Regions from separate parts of the Sus scrofa genome. Here regions 1 and 3 are each linked to region 2. A link is a contact called in public Hi-C and HiChIP or PLAC-seq data. All regions are on one chromosome and are shown on one strand. Each heading gives the region's core, a stretch centred on a gene start, on an enhancer-like site or on the middle of the called end of the contact. The rest is flanking DNA. Distances are from core to core; before and after follow the strand shown.

Region 1 (4,503 bases), core at 98-2,597, 210 kb after region 2:
TGCCACACCACAGTTCTTGGGCTCCGCAATGGAGAAAAGGGGGCTCTCGGGAGCAAAAGCAGTGAGTTCCCAAGGTCTTGAAATTGGCAGTCCTGCTCCAGCAGGTAGCAAAGCGGCGCCCTCCACACCTGCCAGAGCCTCCAGCAGTGCTAAGCAAGGCATCTCAGGAGGGAAGTGCTCCCCAGAGTTCTGGGGCGGAAGAAGCCCCAGGCAGCTTGGCCCTCGAGGAGAAAGGAGATGATCCAAGATCCCTCATCTGCTGCTGGCCCCTGCTCTCGGCAACCCTCTCCCACCTCTGCCTTTATTTCTCTAGGCTTCCCTTTATGACATCAGCCAGGCCCAGGCTCCCGGCGGGACTGGCTGCGGTACCCAGGACTCACACAACTTACCTCCTCCTTATGTCTTCAGCACACTCCTCGCATGGGTAAAACTTGGAAAATAAATTTACCAACTGAGCCATATCTTGCTGCTGTTCTGGGGTGGGCAGGTCGGGGTAGTAAGCAGCCAGGGTGTGGAGTACAGCCCAGCTGTGGCGGCCGAGTTCCTCGCGATCTGGAGGACAATCTTCCCTAAACTTGCTGTCCCGCTGTGGAAGGAGGCCGACCAAGGGTTAGCTCCGTTCCCCCGCCGGAAACCTACAAAGCTCCATTTTTTCTGCCCTAGCCGGAGGCCTACTGTCTGTCCTAAGTCCTAAGGAGGCTGGTCCGGCCAACAAGTGGCTAAGGGCCGAAAGGCCCGGCCTCCCTTAAGGGCTAGGCTTTGGGACAGCCACCCCTCAACCCCGGGGAAGGGGGCAAAGTCTTAGGGCCTGGAGGAGTGCTCCGCCTGGGTCTTGGGAACTCTGCCCGGGGCGCTTGACAACATGGTGTGCGGGCCGGGGCTAGGAGTCGGCAGGGCTCGCGGGCCTCTGCGGGAAGGAGGCGCCTCCCCAACCCCACGCGACATCTGCACCTTCTGCTGCGTCCGCATCCACGACTTGAAGTCCACGCAGGCCCGGCAGGGCCGCCTCCGGGAGGCGTCCTCGGCGACCTGAGAATCCGAGGCCGGGGCTTGGGAGGGCATCCCGGCTGAAGCGGCGGCATCTCTCCGCCCGGCGCCCCGGCCGCGCGCGTCCGTCACCAGGTCATCCACCACCTCGGAGCGCGCGCCGCCGGGCAGGAAGGAGAAGAGGTTCCCGCCAAAGCGGCCCCGCTCGCCGGGGGCCGCCATGTTACCCGCGCAATGCCTGCCGGGCCAGCTCGGTCTCCAGATGGGCTTCCAAGTCGGTCTCCAGGCCAGGGCGCGCGCCGCCGCCAGGGCGCGGCCGCAGGAGCCGGGAGCCCGGGCCGCGGGCGCGGGCGCGGGCGCGGGCGCGGGCGCGGGGCCTGAGCTGGGGCCGGGGGCGGGGTCGGGGGCGGGGCCTGGGCCGGTGTCCGGCGTGGAGGCGGAGCCGGGGGCCGCGGCCCGCGACCCGGAAGAAGCAGAGCTGGAGTCGGCGGCCCGGGCCCGCGTGTGTGCGGGGTTGGAGATCCTAGTCCTGGCCGCAGCCCTGGGCCTCGTTCCGCGGCCCGAGCCCGACTTGCGTCCTCCGTGGCGGCGCTCCCGCTTCCTCCAGTAGAAGACCAGCGTGTTGTGGAAGCGGCGCGGCCGTGCCGTAGCCTCTGGCTGCGGCTGAGGCGACGTCCGTTTCGTGGCCCGCGATGCCCCCATCGCTCCGCTCTGACCGTCCCGCGTGCCCGCTGCTAGGCCCTATGCCCTCGGCTGGGGGCGTCCTGGGAGCTGGCGCTTGGTGCTGTGGCAACATGGGGCGGGGCCGTGAGCGCACAGAGGCGATGCTGCCGGGGCTGAGCCTGCGGATCCGCCCTGGCGACGGGTGCCATGGCAACGGGTGACTGGCAACCCGGGGTGAGGCGGTGCCGGCAAAGGAGGCGGTGCGTGTTTGGGCTGCGCGCACGGAGCGGACCCTCCCGCTCCCGAATCCTGTAGCCTGCCTGAAGCGGTTAAACCCACGTCGGGAGTGGCCTCAGGGATACCTGTGCTTCCAACTGTGCATTCATTCATTCCGCAAATATTTGTGTAGTGCCTCATCTGTTCAGAGCTGCTCTAGGCGCTGGGCGGTGCCGGGAGAAAGATTCGAAAGTTTCTGACCTCCCCAACCCATAATCCAGTGTGGTCAAGACGGAAACAACAAAAATCTAAAAGGTGTCACACTAATAAATGCTCGGGGGCATGAATGGGGCGAGGTAAATGCGGGAGGCCTCCTTGAGGAGGTGACGCTTAGGCGGAGGCCTGAAGAATGAGGAATCACTGAGAAGGGCAATCAAGGCCGAGGAGGATCTTTGCTTCTTGTGTGGGTGGGAAGGCCAGCAGGACAGGACCTGGGTAGGGTGGTGGCAGAAGAGATCCAGCGGTGGCCAGGGGCCCAGCAGGGACCTCATCAATGGCCATGGGCGCTGGCAATTTATTCCAAGGACCCTGGGAATGTGCTGGGACATTTGGGGCCTGGTACTCTGGTGTGATCTCAGTCGCCAAGCTGCCTCTGGGGAGTGGATGTCACAGGAGCAAGTGAGGAGTACAGGCTTTGGGGGAGGATGGGGCTGCTGCAGTTGTCCAGGTGAGACGTCAGGGTAGGGTTATAGAGAGAGAGGAGTGGAGGGCGTCTAGATTGCTGGCGGTGTGGAGCAGGGGCTGTCAGTTGGCATGGGGGGGGGCAGTGCTTAGCATCCTTTTAGGTTCCTGGTGTGAGCAAACTGCCCATCTCCAACTTCTCTCTCTTCCCAGGAACAGGTCTGTCCCACCCTGTACCCTATCAGGCTAGTGGCCCCCACTGAGACTGGCAAGAGTGTGACAGCTAGACTGAAGGCACTTTGCAAAAATAGGCCTCTGTTGGTGCTCCCGCTGTGGTGTGACAGGATGGGCAGCGTCTTGGGAGCCCTAGGACTTGGGGTCAATCTTTGGCCTGTCACAGTGGGTCAGAGATCCAGCATTGCCACAGCTGCGGCTTAGGTGGAGACTGCAGCTCATATGTGATCCATGACCTGGGAGCTCCATCTGCCACCAGGTGGCCACAAATGAAAAAAAAAAAAAAGAAAAAAAAAATTAGGTCTGTATCCACAGGTGTTCATTGTCTGTGCCAAGACCAGGGAAAGTTTGAGGGCTTTGGGGGGAGCTGCTGTTTGGACAGACTTACAAAGGCCTTTTGTCAAGGCCAGGGTGCCTCCCTGGAGGGACCTCTTGGAGGCTGGCCCCTCCCTCATAGGCATGGGGTAAGGTGAGTTCCAACACAGAGCTGGCAGCTCCCACGGTGGGAAGAACTGCTGTATGCCAGGATTGGATGGCACTCCGAAAATCTCCCCTCCAGGGAAGCGGGGCACCTGGGCACACCCTGTCTGGGGATTCTGACCCATTGGGTTAAGGATTCGGCATTTCTCTGCAGCTGCTCTGGTGGCTTCTGTGGCGAAGGGTTTGACCCCTGGCCCAGGAACTTTCACATGCTATGGATGTGGCCAAACGGAAACAGAAAACAAAAAACAAACCAGCAGAGTCCTAGTCACCACCTCTCCCGTCCCCCAAGTGCTGGTGCCTGGAGGTGGATGCTCTACATCCCGCCCCAGGTCCGTCCACCGCAGGGGAACTGATGCTCTGAGCCTGTGAAGTCTGTCTTTCCCCAACACGTACAGACAAAACCCCTGACAGTTAATAGCCATTTAACATAAATTCCTCCTCTGTGACTTGGGGACGTTAAGAGACCTTTCCTCCTGGACCTCCCATCATGGCTCAGTGGTTAACGAAGCCGACTACTGTCCATGAGGACATGGATTCATTCCCTGCCTCACTCAATGGATTACGGATCCCGTGTTGCTGTGAGCTGTGGTGTAGGTCGCAGACATGCCTCAGTTCCCGCTGCTGTGGCGGTGGTGCAGGCTGGCAGCTACAGCTGCTATTTGACCTCTAGCCTGGGAACCTCCATACGCTGGGTGCGGCCCTTTAAAGAAGAAAACACAGAGAGACCTTTCCTCTAAAGAGAGGATTACACCAAAGCACTTAAAGCCTTTGGCACCGGGCCACTGGTTCCTGATGACCACTGCAGACAGCTCCCCAGGGAGTTCAAAGCCAGAGCCAAGGGCCCTACGTTGGGTGTGGGAGGGGCCAGGCCTGGCGGCACTTTGATGGCTCTTCCTTCTCCTCCTCCCAAGGCCAGGCTCCTCTGATAGGAGGGCCTCAGGGTGCAGTCCCAGCCCCCCCACTCTGCTTCTCCTCCCACCCAGGCCCTGTGCTCCTGCCCCTCCGCTCCTCAGGTCAGGGGTGCAGTGAGGAAGCTGCAAAGGACCCAGTCGGGCAGGGAAGTGCGGCCAAGACCTGGCAGGGCTGGGGCACCGCTGGGGAATTCCAGTCTTCCGGGTGCCTGGCAGGCGGGGAGGCAGTGGACTGACCCTTGGCCACACCCGACAGGCTCCAGAAGCTGACGACAGAGACCCGGGGCGGCCCCAGTGATGGCAGGCCCGCGGCACCCGGTGTCCGTGA
Region 2 (4,215 bases), core at 856-3,355:
CATGAAGATGCGAGTTCGATCTCTGGCCTTGCTCAAGGATCCTGCCTTGCTGTGGCTGGGGTGTAAGCCAACAGTGGCTGCTTCCATTGGACTCCTAGCCTGGGAACTTCCATATGCTGCAGGTGTGGCCCTAAAAAGCAAAAAAGAAGAAGAAGAAGTCACAGGGAGGGAGTTGTTCCTCTCCTAGGTAGTGGGTGCACCAGGCAGGAACATTGCATGCCCTGCCCTTGTTGACGATGGCCCCTGCCCACCAGATGTTCTCAGGCCAGCAGAACAGGCTGCGGGTGAACCAGCAAAGCCCTAAGTGCACTGAAGATACTGGCTTTGCCTCAGGGGGTTGGGGGGCAGGATCCAGAGTGGACTTTACGTAGACTTGGGACCCAAGTGCAGAGCAGGGGGTTGTCACATTAGGAATTGGGGGCCTGGGGGTCTGGATCCCCTGGCACAGGGTATGCTCTCAGGAAACTGTGGCCACTATTGTTCTGCCCCCTGGCCCCAGTGAAAGTAATAAGGATAGGGCATTCCCTTGTGGCACAGTGGGTTAAGTATCTGGCATTGTCACTGCAGTGGCTCGGGGTGCTGCCATGGTGTGGGTTTGATCCCTGGCCCAGAAATGTCCACATGCCACAGGCATGGCCAGAAAAAAAATGCAAGTAATAAAGATAAACATACACCTACTCTATGAACTGGCAATTCCACTCCTAAGTATATACCCAGGAGAAATGAGGGCCTACACCCACAAATCTGTGTGTAGGAACAGAAATCTTCACAGGGGTATTATTTACAATAGCTCCACACTGGAAAAAACCTAAATGTCCATCACCTGGAGAACATGGGACTATGTTCTTACAATGGAATATAAATTTCAAATTTTGAAAAAGAAACACCGAGAAGAATGGATTGCACAGACATTATATTGATCCAAAAGAAGCAAGAGCCAGAGGAGTGCAGGAGGTAAGATCTTGGAATATGGTCTAGAACAGGCCATGGTGACAGAAGTCAGAAAACCAGTCGGGTAGGAGTATCTGCTATTGACTGCATAGCGACTTGCAGAAATTTTCTGAAATGATGGAAATATTCTATATCTTGATCTGGGCTGTGTTTACACAGGCATAGAAGTAGTTAAAAATTCCACCAAGCTGCACACTTAAGATTTATGCATTTTGCTGTATGTTTCCCTTCCATAAAAGTTAATAATACCGAGGAAGGTTCCCTGGGGCAGCACGGAGTTAAAGATCCAGTTGCCTCAGCTGTGGCGCAGGTCGCAACTGCAGCAGGGGGTTGCACCCTGGCCCAGGATCTTCCACATGCAGGGGAGGCGGCCAAAAAAAGTTAATAATACCTAATAATGATGATAGTGACCAATTATTGAGTGCTGTGTTCTAGGCACTAGTGTCCTTCTCTTAGACCCTAATTCCACTGCCTAGTAATTACTCGTTCACACGACCACCAAGGCACAGGGAAAGGATTTTTCCAAAGGACGGGAAATCAGAGCGCGAGGCTTGTTGGGAAGGAGCCCTGGGCTGGCTCTCAAGAAAGGCCGGCCTAAGCGTAGGCACTAGGTCCGGAGCATGCCCAAGACGGAGGGCACCGCCCGGCGCCGCCCAGGCAAAAGTGCGGACGTGACTCCAGCCCTAAAGGGTACAGCGTCCCCCCTCACTCCCGTGGATGTCCCGTGTAGAGCCCCGCCCGCAAGATCAGAGCCAAGCCGGCCAATCAGCAGCCGTTTGGGCCCGGGGGGTCATTCGATTAAGGGCCTCCGTCACCTAGGCTGACCATGCGCCTCCAATGGAAGAGCAGCCCAGGGGCCGCCAATGAGCAGCAGCCTTACGGCCTGCGCGGACTCTAGGGCTCCTGCGCCGAATTTCCGCAGTGAGCGCTCCACGCAGAATGCCGGTTGGCTCCCTGCCAGCCAATCCCCGGGGCGCTCAGGTCAGACAGCCAATGGGTGACATCCTCTCTGCTCCGGGCAGCAACGGTTGGCGCCGCGCTCCCGCAGCCCGCGGGAGGCGGGGGCGGATTGGCGCAGGCGGTGTCCAATGGGCGGCACGCGCGAGGCTCAGGGCCAATGAGCGCGCCGGGGGCGGGGCGGGCGCGGCGGCGGGCGGCTGCGAGGACAAGCGGGTGTCGGCGGCGGCGGCGGCGGCGGCGGCGGCGGCGGCGGAGGCCGGTGGTGGCAGGGGCGGGCGGCCATGGCGGCGACGGAGGCCAGCGGCGACGACGTCCGCTGCGTGCGGCTGAGCGCCGAGCGGGCCCGGACGCTGCTGGCCGACGTGGACACGCTGCTGTTCGACTGCGACGGCGTGCTGTGGCGCGGTGAGACGGCGGTGCCCGGCGCGCCCGAGGCCCTGACGGCGCTGCGGGCCCGCGGCAAGCGCCTCGGTTTCATTACCAACAACAGCAGCAAGACCCGCGAGGCATACGCCGAGAAGCTGCAGCGCCTGGGCTTCGGCGGCCCGTCGGGGCCCAACGCGGGCCGCGAAATCTTCGGCACAGCTTATTGCACCGCTCTCTACCTGCGCCAGCGCCTGGGCGGTGCGCCGACCCCCAAGGCCTACGTGCTAGGCAGCGCGGCCCTGGCCGCCGAGTTGGAGGCCGTGGGCGTCACCTGCGTGGGCGTGGGACCCGAGCCCCTGCAGGGCGAAGGCCCCAGTGCCTGGCTGGACGCGCCCCTGGAGCCCGACGTGCGCGCCGTCGTGGTGGGCTTCGACCCGCACTTCAGTTACATGAAGCTCACCAAGGCTGTGCGCTACCTGCAGCAGCCCAGCTGCCTGCTTGTGGGCACCAACATGGACAACAGACTCCCACTCGAGAACGGCCGCTTCATCGCGGGTCCGTGCGCCCCGGGGGTGGGAGGCTGGAGGGCGGGCGGCGGGCCCCTCTCGTCCTCTGACCCCCGGCACTCTGCTCCCCTCCCTCTGCGCCCCGCAGGTACCGGCTGTCTGGTCCGAGCCGTGGAGATGGCCGCCCAGCGCCAAGCAGACATCATAGGGAAACCCAGCCGCTTCATCTTTGACTGCGTGTCCCAGGAGTATGGCATCAACCCGGAGCGCACGGTCATGGTGGGTGATCGCCTGGACACAGACATCCTCCTGGGCGTCACCTGTGGTCTGAAGACCGTCCTGACCCTCACCGGAGTCTCCACTCTAGGAGACGTGAAGAGTAATCAAGAAAGTGACTGCATGTCTAGGAAGAAAATGGTCCCTGACTTCTATGTTGACAGCATAGCCGACCTTTTGCCTGCCCTTCAAGGTTAAAGATTTAGTGTCTTTAATCTCCAGAATAAAAAAAAAATGAAAAATCACTTACCCAGATTAATAGGTGGTGCTTAAGCATCGCTCAGCCAGGTGGCTTCAAAGAGTATTACTTGGAGTTAAGCAGAGGCACTAGTTTTAATCTTGTAAGTAAACGTTTGGGGGCGATTTTGTTTACAAATGCTTGTATTTTGAGATGCACTTTTAAGCTTGGAGGACATTGTGGGGGGTCCTGGGCCTCAGGTGCCAGTTGGCCTGGCCATTGGTTCAGCATATGCCCAGGATTTAGGTAACCTCAGGGCCTGCTGGTGGGACCGAGGTGAGGTGTCAAGTATTTTATTGAGCATTTCAGGGATCAGAGCATCTTGTACAAACCGGCCCAGGGCCCCCTTGTTGTGGTCACCAACAGTGGAGCCTGCTGGTGCCTCTCAGCTCCTCAGCTGCCCTGTGGGGGGTGGAGGAACGGGCTGCACTTGGGTGGTGTCTCCCTGTCCGTGGGGTGTGGGCCGCTGCCCTCACTACCAGCAACCCCCCCACCGCACACTTCCTTAAAAACCACTCTGATGTCACAATTGAGTGTCCGTTCTGTCTCAGATACCCATGTTTGCCACTCCAACACGATTGTGTGGTTCTGTAAACTCAGCCCAGCCAGACCTTGGCTTTTTCAGACGTGCACATAAACCCAGGTGACTTGGCTGAGTGTGTTGCTTGCCTAGTGGCTGCAAGGGCGCAGGAGTGTCTTCCTTGTTGTCTGGGCTGCTGTGCCCAGGGCAGCACAGAAGTTATTTTTATTAAACTTTTATTCAACTTTGTCAGGTGGTGGAATTGAATTGTAAGCGTGTTGATTAATGGCTGTGCTCTGTCTTGTAGGGCAAATCCCACTGAAGAAGCTTCCGTGCCCCACAGCCAGCAGTGCTGGCCAAGGAATGCCTGTCCACCAAGGCTCCCACTGGGTGGGATA
Region 3 (4,620 bases), core at 279-2,778, 190 kb after region 2:
AACTCCTCCACATTTTTCAACTCACTCCACAATTTTAAGTCTTTCTCTAGCTGCTTCTCCCCTCCCCTCCTCTTTGAGCTCAGGGAAAAAGAGTCTTTGCTTCCCTTACTGTCCTTTTGCAGGGTTTTCTGAGGGTGAGATGGCACCTGCATACGGCCAATCCACCAGGCTAACTGGTTCAATGATCCCTGTTCTGCAAATGAGGAAGCTAAAGGGTCAATGAGCTGATCGATGTTGCCAGCAAATAAGTAGTAGACCTTGGGTTTGCAGCTCACGTCTGATTCTAAAGTCCAAGCTCACATCACTGTCACAACACACTGTCTCTTTTCTAGAAGCGTTCAGATCTGGACTGGCCTCTCTGAGCAGAAGGGACGTCTGAGCGTGCCTGGACCCCGAGGGTATCGAGGAGGCACCCCAAAAGCTGCATAGACCTGAAGCTCTGGAACTGACTACCATCCCCTCAGCAAACGTGCCCTGTACGTTGCTCCACATCAAGCCTCCCACCCTACTCAGCTGGGTGGGCCCAGCCATGAAGAGGACAAGTTCTCCACCTGCCTTTTGTAGCGGGACGGCATATGGAAGTTCCCAGGCTAGGGGTCTAATCAGCTGGGATGTTGCCAGAGCCACAGCAACGCCAGATCCTAGCCGCGTCTACGATCTACACCACAGCTCATGGCGATGTCAGATCCTTAACCCACTGAGCGAGGCCAGGGATCGAACCCGCAACCTCATGGGTCCTAGCTGGATTCGTTTCCACCGCGCCACGATGGGAACTCCTGAATTGCCTTTTCTGACGGGGACTGTCTTTGTGTCTGGGCGCATGCGTGTCCCAAATACGAGAGAAAGATCTGGGTTGGAGAGACATTTGGGTTCTTAATAAGGTTGCAATATTTAGCAAGTAAAAATACAACACTCCCAATGAAATTTGTTTCAGCTGAACAACGAACAACATTTTTTTTTTTTTTGTCTTTTTGTCTTTTGTTGTTGTTGTTGCTATTTCTTGGGCCGCTCCCGCGGCATATGGAGGTTCCCAGGCTAGGGGTTGAATCGGAGCTGCAGCCACCGGCCTACGCCAGAGCCACAGCAACTCAGGATCCGAGCCGCGTCTGCAACCTACACCACAGCTCACGGCAACGCCGGATCGTTAACCCACTGAGCAAAGGCAGGGACCGAACCCGCAACCTCATGGTTCCTAGTCGGATTCATTAACCACTGCGCCACGACGGGAACTCCCGAACAACATTTTAATATAAGTATGACCCATTGATATTTGGGACACACTTACACTAAAACATTCACTGCTCCGGGAGGGGAGGGTCCGAGCAAAGGGGAGCCCGATGCTTGTGGCCGGACGCCAGGGCTGCGGGCGACCTCCGAGCTGTCAGCTCCGGCTAGAGCGCCGGTGCGGGTAGCGCCGCTCTAGCCTGCACCTCGCTGATGCGGAAGTCGCGAGCGCACTTCCGCCGGGCGGGGCCGTTGCTGGGCGGGGCGGTGACGTCGCCCCGGAAGGGGTGGGCCCGCCGGGAGTCTGGCCGTGCCGCGCCGCGCCGGCCGGGAGGGGGCCGGATCCCGGACCATGGCGGCGGCGGCGGCGGGCCCCGAGGGGCGGCGCGCGGCGCTGGAGGCGGCGGCGGCGGCGGGCCCCGAGCGGGGTGGCGGGAGCTGCGTGCTGTGCTGCGGCGACCTGGAGGCCACTGCGCTGGGCCGCTGCGACCACCCGGTGTGCTACCGCTGCTCCACCAAGATGCGGGTGCTGTGCGAGCAACGCTACTGCGCCGTGTGCCGCGAGGAGCTGCGCCAGGTGGGCCGCGCCGGCAGGGCCGCGCGTCGGGGCACCGAGGCGGGCGCGGGGGCGCGACCGGGCGGGGCGGCGTGGCACCCGGCGGCCGGAAGGGGACTTTGCCTTTCTGATGTCCGGCTGCGGCCCTGGTGGCGCCGGCTTCCAAAAGAGAGGCCTGGCAGGGCCACCTGGGGCGGGGTACCGATCCTGGGGCCGACTGTGGGGGGTCTGGGGCTGGGGGGCAGGAGGTGGCCGAACTGGTTTGAAGAGGCAGATGTCCCTGGAGAGACAGAGCCTGGGGACTTCTCTTCCTGCGCTTCGGTAATTCCTGCCGGGCCACAGGAAGGGATGATCCAAGCAGACACGCCTCGACCTGCTCATCTTTGGGAGGTTATTCCTCAGGGGTCTCCGTTCCCATGGAGGCTACGGGGAAAGTGAGCACCTTCGGAGACAGTCTGTCTTGGAAGCAGAGGCTCCAACTGAGCATTTCCAGCCTAGCTGTGTCTCTGGGCCTCCTTGGGTGATGCTCAGGAGACTCCTCTGAGACTGGCGTTTTTCTTCTATTAAGTGACAGTTGCACTTAGACCGGCCCACCAGAAAGGAAAGCAGAACCACCGAGGTCTCCTCAGGGTACCTGGGGGGTGGGAGTAAAAGTGTGAGCAAGTGTTTCTCCTCTTTGCCAGTTCCAGCTGGTGGGGCTCTGCTCCAGAGTAGAGGGGAGGGAGTTTCTGACTGTCAAGACTTGGAAGCCCTGGGGAAGTGGGGGGCACCACGGAGCTCTGCTCCACAATGCCAGCTGCTAGCTGCTGGCTGCGAGTACCTAGCTGGAGCTCCTTGCTTCGCTGTGCTTTGAGATCTGTTTGCTTCCAGAGTTGTGAAATTCCCCTGGTTTCTTCATGGAAAGCTTGGGCTGGTGACATGTGCCAGGGAGTCTGACTTTCCTTTTCCTAGAAGTGATGCAGAAACGTGGTTTTTTCACTTTTGTTAACGAGACATTTATGGTCATGGAGCCAAGGAGATGCTGAAGGCCCACTGGGGGCCTATTCTTTGTGTTAGCCAAAAAAAGAAAGACCCTTGGAGATGCCGTCAGTCTACAGTCGGGTGGACAGAGACGGCCCCGGATCTGGGAGAGCTCTTGGTGCTGGAGCAGTCAGGGAAACCTTCGATCTGTGACTTAGTCAGAAGGCACGTCCCAGCTTCGCCAGAGCCTGCCTTGCTGGCCAGTCTTGGTGATGTGATGTAATCCTTGACCGGCCAGGTTTCCCAGCACCTGGAGGTTCCTTCCAGGCAGGCAGGCAGGCAGGCAGGCAGGCAGAGCAGAGTGCCAGGCCCTGGGCACTGCAGGTCTCACTCAGGAAGTGAGCACACATCTATACATGGCTACCATGGCTAGCATCTGGCCTCTCTCATTCCATGTGGGTCCCACGCCCTTCCAGTGCTCTCTGTGGCAAGGGGGCGTGGGCATGAGCTGGTGTTTGGCACCAGCTGTGGGGTGGTTTGGCATCAGGTGCCCTGGCTGAGCCTGGCCTTCCTCTTGGGCCTGCCCCGAACTGCTCGGCAGCCAGAGGGTGACCTGGGAAGTTTGGGGAGATGATGCTCTTCTCCATTCATCTTGCTTCCCTCCCACTCTTGAACTTGGAACTCCCCCATCCCCATCCCCCATCCCCCTTGTCCCTTGCAAAGTCCTACGCTGTCCTCTGAATACTTCCCGTGTCCTGTGTCCACTTGGGAATCCCACAGCAACCCCTGACCCCTGACTCGTCTTTGCCTCTGTTACGGGACTGAGTCTTTGTAAAAAAATGGGAGGAGAGCGAACCAAGATGCTTTTGGGACTGGCCAGCTCCCTTCTTGGTGTTTTTTTGTTTTTGTTTTAGTGCCACACCCACAGCATATGGAAGTTCCCAGGCTGGGGATTGAATCGGAGCTGCAGCTGCTGGCCTACACAACCACAGCAACTTGGGGTCTGAGCCTCGTCTGTGACCTACACCACAGCCCATGGCAACACCGGATCCTTAATCCACTGAGGGAGGCCAGGGATCAAACCTGCAACCTCATGGATACTAGTCAGGTTCTTTACTGCTGAGCCACAATGAGAACCACCAGCTCCCTTGTTAATTCCTCCAGCCTGACCTAGCGCCTCCCTGTGCCTGCCCAGGAGGCAGCGTTGCGCGTCCATCATCTAGGATCTAGGCCTGACCTGTGCCTCTGTCCTTGGATCCTTGATCCCCTCCTATAAGGGTGATCACCAGGGAGGCTGGGGCTTGGGCCATGCCGCTTGGATCCCTGCCCATCCCTGGCCAGGCTACCACGCCCTCATCCTTGTCTATTCACTCGGTCTCGCTGCTCGCCTCGCTCTCTGCTGGGGCGGGGACTCCGGCCACACCAGGCTGCACTGCTGTCCTGTTGTCTGTGCTGACCTGGGGGGCCAGTCCTGGTTCCACCCTGTCCAGGAGGGGCAGTGGGCACTGCCACATCCCACTCCCTGGTTCCAAACCTGCTCGCCCTCCTCAAACGACCACGCCTTGAGCCTGTGTGCCCACGGCCACTTTCCTTCCTTAAGCCTCTTCTGTGCTTCTGGTCCTTTCCTGAGCCCACCCTGGGTCCACTTTCTGGCCCGGCTCAGGTGTGCCAGCCTGGGCTGCCCCACCAGATCGCTCAGGAGGGACAGACACCCACCTAAGCTGTTGCCTAGTCCACAGTGAGGGTGCTCCTAGCCTGAGGAGACACCGCTCAGGTGGATCAGAGCAGATCTCTGCAAGGAGCCTGCCGGGCCTGGTGGTGCTGGGGACAAGGGCCGCCCCCAGCACAGGTTTCTCTGGGGAGGGAAGTTGCTCCCCTGC

What was found. Hi-C and Micro-C count contacts between places; a contact is called where the count stands out from the background. HiChIP or PLAC-seq counts read pairs in DNA pulled down with a chosen protein or histone mark.
Region 1: an H3K27ac HiChIP or PLAC-seq map of alveolar macrophages shows a contact between it and region 2. The contact joins the promoter of GFER here to the promoter of PGP in region 2. A contact is called at or near these places in 2 of 5 promoter capture datasets (fetal liver and liver), 2 of 47 Hi-C or Micro-C datasets (heart right ventricle and liver) and 1 of 2 datasets of contacts at active chromatin or transcription factors (alveolar macrophages).
Region 3: a Hi-C map of liver shows a contact between it and region 2, with 2.8 times the contacts expected there. The contact joins the promoter of ZNF598 here to the promoter of PGP in region 2. A contact is called at or near these places in 1 of 5 promoter capture datasets (liver), 1 of 47 Hi-C or Micro-C datasets (liver) and 1 of 2 datasets of contacts at active chromatin or transcription factors (alveolar macrophages).

The regions. Positions count from the first base shown.
Region 1 is chr3:39,983,104-39,987,606 of Sscrofa11.1, forward strand. GFER (FAD-linked sulfhydryl oxidase ALR) reads right to left here and starts at 1,348. Exons shown (of 3, transcript XM_003124726.4): 1 at 952-1,348; 2 at 390-586. The coding sequence starts at 1,209. NOXO1 (NADPH oxidase organizer 1) reads left to right here and starts at 4,237. Exons shown (of 7, transcript XM_013987816.2): 1 at 4,237-4,503. The coding sequence starts at 4,473.
Region 2 is chr3:39,774,710-39,778,924 of Sscrofa11.1, forward strand. It overlaps PGP (glycerol-3-phosphate phosphatase), which reads left to right and starts at 2,106. Exons shown (of 2, transcript XM_003481109.4): 1 at 2,106-2,832; 2 at 2,932-4,215. The coding sequence starts at 2,193. The coding sequence ends at 3,257. MLST8 (target of rapamycin complex subunit LST8) reads right to left here. Exons shown (of 9, transcript XM_013987830.2): 9 at 4,037-4,215.
Region 3 is chr3:39,961,368-39,965,987 of Sscrofa11.1, forward strand. ZNF598 (E3 ubiquitin-protein ligase ZNF598) reads left to right here and starts at 1,529. Exons shown (of 12, transcript XM_013987818.2): 1 at 1,529-1,801. The coding sequence starts at 1,577.